Regions from separate parts of the Bicyclus anynana genome. Here region 2 is linked to region 1. A link is a contact called in public Hi-C data. All regions are on one chromosome and are shown on one strand. The core of a region is the stretch at or near the end of the contact, and the rest is flanking DNA. Distances in the headings are between cores, read along the strand shown.

Region 1 (3,098 bases), core at 424-2,923:
TTCCAAACATCACGATACTGACCCACTTGCATCCAGCGAATGCGGGTCGCCATTCCAGCACTTTGGGACCCCAAAGTAATGTATTTTTCATAAAAATAGGTAAGTAGGTGATATAATAGGTATACTATGATGAGAAAATTTACAATAATAAAATAAATTAATATGAAAGCAGTGTTTTGTGTTTTATTTTGCCATAAATTGTTATTATCTTTATATATTTAAGGCCAATTGATGTAAAGTCACACTGTTTTAAAACTTTTTGTTACAGGCATTACATCGATTTCAAAGATTGAATTTGTTTCAAAACGCGCTACTTTCAAATGTGCCGCTATAAAACGCCACGGACCATAATATACCAAGGCATCAAATTGCAGAGACGCCATCTGCGGTTAGATAGCACCGGCCAACCCTTTGACATTAATCTATGGTATGTTATGGTATCTATCTATCTATTTAACCGCTAACTCCAATATATTTTTCTAAAGGTTTATTAGTATCATTCATAAAAAACTTATTATTAATGGTCTAAGCTTACACGAGATAATTAATCTAATCTACGCATTCTCTGTCTTCGCTCTACGGCGTAGCATTTCACCATAGAGTAAAAATATTTTATTTACTTTAGATCAGCATTGCCAGTATGTGGGGTATTACCAAAATTGCGGGGAAACAGCTAAATGTTACAAAATTTTTCAATTTGTGTTCTATGCTTGGGGATTATTAAATTCTGCATCTATCATCCACACGACACTTAAATACTAAATAAAAATAATTCTTAATAAAATCAGCACAATTTTGAATGTATATTGTTTCAAAAAAGTAAAATTATACCTAATGGATAACATGGCTCAATAAAACTGCAATTATTTTTCCTTGATTTTTGCATGGGGACATTGGTTTATGTTTTATTTCATTAATTTGGGAAATTTTGTTTCGATTTGTGGGGAATATGGAAAATAGGGATTGATTGACGATAATGTAGAATTATCTATTAATCTGTGTGTAGAATGTAGATTGTATTTAGATACCACAGAATCAGACTTGTCTATTTTTTTAATAGTGTACAATACGTATCTAGTAATCTGTGGTAATATCCATGCCATGGGAACTTAGAAGAACGTGAAATCTTTATGAAGCAGCGCCATCTACATTCTAGATTTAAGATTCCAGGATAGTAAATACAATTACATAGATGTGTACGTACTAGAATGTTTTTAGAGGTTAAACCCGTGTAAGTACCGAAAAAAAAACCGAAAAAAAAGAATTATTTATACTTTTAATTTTGACGCGTAATAGAAAGAATGTGTTTGTATTTCTAATGCAAAGGGATTATTAAAGAAAAACAGTAAGTGTACATTAAATTCAACGGTTTTCCACATAGTCATTTGGCCTAGTGGTGCATAACAAAGGTACAATATGATAAACCTGAGTTCGAGCCCGGGGTTAACAAAAGAAAACTTTTTGTCTTTTTTTTTTGTTTTTCTCAATTGGTTTCTTCAACTATTACAAAATCAAATATGTCTCTCCTTTACAAAAAATATGCATTATGATTTTTATACTTTTTACTATACTAAAATACCGTATCTAGTCACTAGATGGCGCTATCACATTCGTTCCGAAAAAAGTTCGAGTAGCCTATCTATTTCCAATAATACACTGTAATCTTTGGTAATATCTATTAATCTGTGCTGTGGTATACATTTATTTGACAAGTAACCTATTGAATCTTTAATAAAAGACTGATTTTATATAATTTTTTACTAAAATATTTTAAAATTAGGTGAATAAACAATTTAATTGCTGTTGCCGATATATTAATCAACTTAACGGTAAGTGTATTCCAGTTTTCCCTATGTGTTTATGTGTACCATCTTTATCATTAGCATAAACAAAGTAAATTGTTATTGGCTACTTTGTAGCTTTAATTAGTTTTAAATTATTAATCTAAATAATAAAATACGAAACGAACATGATTTGAGAACGTATTTTTAGGTGGAACTTAAGTAATAGTTTTCTGTATTACTTACTTATTGCCTCTACTCAACTTGTTCATCTAACGGTAATTATATTACATTAAGTACTCATTTGCAAGCTCTGTAGAAAAGATATACTCATTAATTTTGGATGTTTTAAAAAGTATAATTATCTATTCTAAATTCTGTGCATAGTGACAAGACATCACCACCACATCTTTTGATTTCATAGAGATATTAATATCCTGGCAATCCATGACCGTGTGGCACCAAGAAAAGCACCAACTAGAGCCAGGAACTTGTTACTCCAGCATAAGTGAAGGCACTCCTTCATTACAATATGTTGACGACTCCCCTTCTCTTTTACTTTGTTCTCTCTGCTACATACACCATATATACGTTTTTTTTTGACGGCCTCCGTGGCGCAGTGGTATGCGCAGTGGATTTACAAAACGGAGGTCCTGGGTTCGATCCCCAGCTGGGCAGATTAAGATTTTCTTAATTGGTCCAGGCCTGGCTGGTGGGAGGCTTCGGCCGTGGCTGGTTACCACCCTACCGGCAAAGACGTACCGCCAAGCGATTTAGCGTTTCGGTACGATGTCGTGTAGAAACCGAAAGGAGTGTGGATTTCATCCTCCTAACAAGTTAACCCGCTTCCATCTTAGACTGCATCATCGCTTACTATCAGTTGAGATTGTAGTCATGGGCTAACCTCTAAAGAAAAATAGAATTATATTAGTATTTATACTAAATCCAAATTTGTTATGCAAAGTTTATCAATAAAGAAATAAAAAATGAAGGTATAACTCCCTAAAGTGTTTTTCAGATAGCACGGGTATGGTGACAGTTGCCTTATGACGTTTATAATACATACTATTATTGTGAATCACAGCAAATATTCAAAAGTGAAATGAATGTCACCTTACCCATGCTGTCTGAAAAACACTATAGTTATTTTACACCTTATAATTTTAATTAACTTGTTGCTAAATTAATGACAATAAATTTGAGTAATGACCTTAAAAAGAATTAGTTATTTATAGTAAATATCTTTTGAATAACATTTTATTGAAAAATAGTACAAAATATTAATAAAATTAGCTATGAAGTGACTCACTGTCAGTT
Region 2 (2,962 bases), core at 78-2,577, 41 kb after region 1:
AGCTAACAAACACGAGCCAAAACTTTACCACCTACTAATATCTAGTTCCCGTTATTATTTATTAATATTACTTAAATAGTACCTTCAATCTACTTAGTTTCGCAATGTTTCCTACACAAACATAATAATACAATGTGCTTTCATTTAGAAGGTATTCCTTTGAGGATATTATGATTTATAAAGGGCGTTCTTGGTGCTCAAAGCAATCTCATTTCCTCATACTTGTTCTTCGACTTTGTTAAAATTGGACCGCTTTGCTAATATTTACCCATTTACTTGAGTGAGGTTTTGTTTATTCGTTTAGTTATGTAATTAAGTCAATATTGAATTCCTAATTCATGTTAATTAGTTGAGATCTTTATCTCCGCTTATAATAAAATGTTATTGACATTGAATTTATTGGTGCGATGACCTTCTGAAGCTAATTTTCAAATTAGCTTATATCATCATATCAGCTGATGGAAGTCCATTGCAGGACATAGGCCTTTTGTAGGGACTTCCAATCATCACGATCCTGTCACAAACTTCGAAAACTAGAAAAATGTATGGGAATGACAGATCTTGATCACGTGACCTGTGGATAGTAAATGTCATTCCAATACATTTTTCTAGTTTTCGAAGCGTCTGCGATCGTAGAAAGGGAATCGACGTGCCATTTCCGAATCCGTCGAATCCCTGCGAATAGCTTATATCAAACTGAATAAAAGCATGTAAAAAAAAATTCTAGTCTACCTGTTCGTAGTTACAAATATAGGTACTCGTTACTCGTAGATTATGTTGACACTATTTTGTCGTATCGGGTGGCGTCACCGAACTGGTTCATACTTTTCTTGGTGGACAACTTATTTTTGTTATTCATTGCTCTAAGTATTTACTCGTAGACCGTAGTACTGAATACTTCGCTTATGCACGCCATTGACGATCAATTATACTCACGTTTCTGCAACACCCACGACTAACTGATCCTGTATTGGTCACTGCGTGCATGACGCCTCGACTTATAAAACATCTTCGCTGCCGTTTGCGCTGCAGAAACGTGAGAATAATTGATTGTCAATGGCTGACTTTAGGCACATTTATAATGCCAACGATTTTTAACGGCTTTTTTCAGAAGTCGTGTTGCATCTAAAAAATACTTTTCAGAAATGCTTCTAATAAGCGTATCCTGCAAATCCATTGAATTATAAATATCTTGTTACCAGGAATACCAGAAGGGCAACTCGAACCTGGTGGTAGAGAACGCCGAGATGAACAACGTGGTGTACATGTTCCGGTGCCGCGACTCCGCGCTCACGGTGCGCGGCAAGATCAACGGCGTGGTGCTGGACTCGTGCACCAAGTGCGCCGTCGTGTTCGACAACCTCGTCTCCAGCGTCGAGTTCGTCAACTGCCAGTCGGTGCAGATGCAGGTGAGTTTGTGAGACCTTAGCATTCCATGGACTCACCGTGCGGGTTGCCGGGTCCATCGTGTGACAGAAAACTCCAACGTTGTCGCAAAAGCCCGGGACTTGTTACCCGGGTATATTACAAGGTGTTGTTTAATTAAGGTATTGATTCATCATCATCATCATTATATCATTCGATGGACGTCCACTGCAGGACATAGGCCTTTTGTAGGGACTTCCAAACATCACGATACTGAGCCGCCTGCATCCAGCGAATCCCTGCGACTCGCTTGATGTCGTCAGTCTACCTGGTGGGGGGTCGGCCAACACTGCGCTTACTAGTGCGGGGTCGCCATTCCAGCACTTTGGGACCCCAACGTCCATCGGCTCTTCGAACTATGTGCCCCGCCCATTGCCACTTCAGCTTCGCAACTCGTTGAGCTATGTCGGTGACTTTGGTTCTTCTGCGGATCTCCTCATTTCTGATTCGATCACGCAGACATACTCCTAACATAGCTCGTTCCATCGCCCGCTGTGTGACTCTGAGCCTTCTTATGAGGCCCATAGATAGCGACCAAGTCTCGGAACCATAGGTCATCACTGGCAACACGCAGGTATTGATTATAACTCCAGAAAAGACGCTCATATTTTATATCGTAACATGCATTCCTGGTGACGTGTTAAATTACCACATTGTACCTACGTCTAAATGACAATAAATATTCGGCGTACTGCTGAGCTCGAGTCTCTTCTCAGAATGAGAGGGATTAGGCCAATAGTCCACCATGCTAGCCCAATGCTTGGCAGACTCCACACACGCAGATAATTAAGAAAATTCTGTAGTATGCAGGTTTCCTCACGATGTTTTTCCTTCACCGTTTGAGGCGCGTGATATTTAATTTCTTAAAATGCACACAACTGAATAGTTGGAGGTGCATGCCCCGGACCGGATTCGACCCACGTCTATATAATACCCCTTTTATATTATCTATCAATTTCGATGGATTATATAAAATTTGTTTGAAGATTGCCTTTTCATGTTGTACGATTATCAGGTAAATGTTTCTTAAACCCACCATATATTAAGCAATTTAATCACATAAATGAAATATTATTTAATCCTAAAAATCATTCATTTCCGTCATCATCGCTCTCTATTTCTTTAATTTCCATCTGACTACTGGTTTCCTCTGGCACAATGTACAGAATTCCTTTGTTGCATTCGTGATGATCCTCGTGACAATTATATTTGTCGTATTCCGGAACATTGTAATAATCTCTCGCTGCGGACGTTTCTCCGGGGAACTCCTGAAATTTTTAAATTGTAATTTCAGTAAGCGAAGCGTACCCATCTCGTAATTTCATTTATTAATGGTCTGGGACAAGCGCATGTGAAGCTTTGGTTTGACGCTATTAATTTATGATAGAGGACGCAAACTTCATCTGCACATGAAAATATTTGCGTGTAAATATTATATTTATATTTGCCTTTGGTAAACACAATCGAGCTCGAGCTCTCGATGCAATTGGAATTTCATATTATTCACCCTTTCTATAATGACTTTTATAACTTTGCA

The links. Hi-C and Micro-C count contacts between places; a contact is called where the count stands out from the background.
Region 2: a Hi-C map of whole body shows a contact between it and region 1, with 2.2 times the contacts expected there. The contact joins the enhancer-like site here to the promoter of LOC112043039 in region 1. A contact is called at or near these places in 2 of 2 Hi-C or Micro-C datasets (whole body and whole larva).

Annotation. Positions count from the first base shown.
Region 1 is chr1:12,700,982-12,704,079 of ilBicAnyn1.1, forward strand. It overlaps LOC112043039 (adenylyl cyclase-associated protein 2), which reads left to right and starts at 1,674. Exons shown (of 9, transcript XM_052883302.1): 1 at 1,674-1,829.
Region 2 is chr1:12,742,189-12,745,150 of ilBicAnyn1.1, forward strand. LOC112043039 (adenylyl cyclase-associated protein 2) reads left to right here. Exons shown (of 9, transcript XM_052883302.1): 7 at 1,203-1,409. Among protein-coding and RNA genes, the nearest start is that of Trnaq-cug, 32 kb to the right of the region's middle. Within about 2 kb of position 1,328, at least 7 of the 8 cell types and tissues checked have open chromatin away from gene starts, as enhancers often do.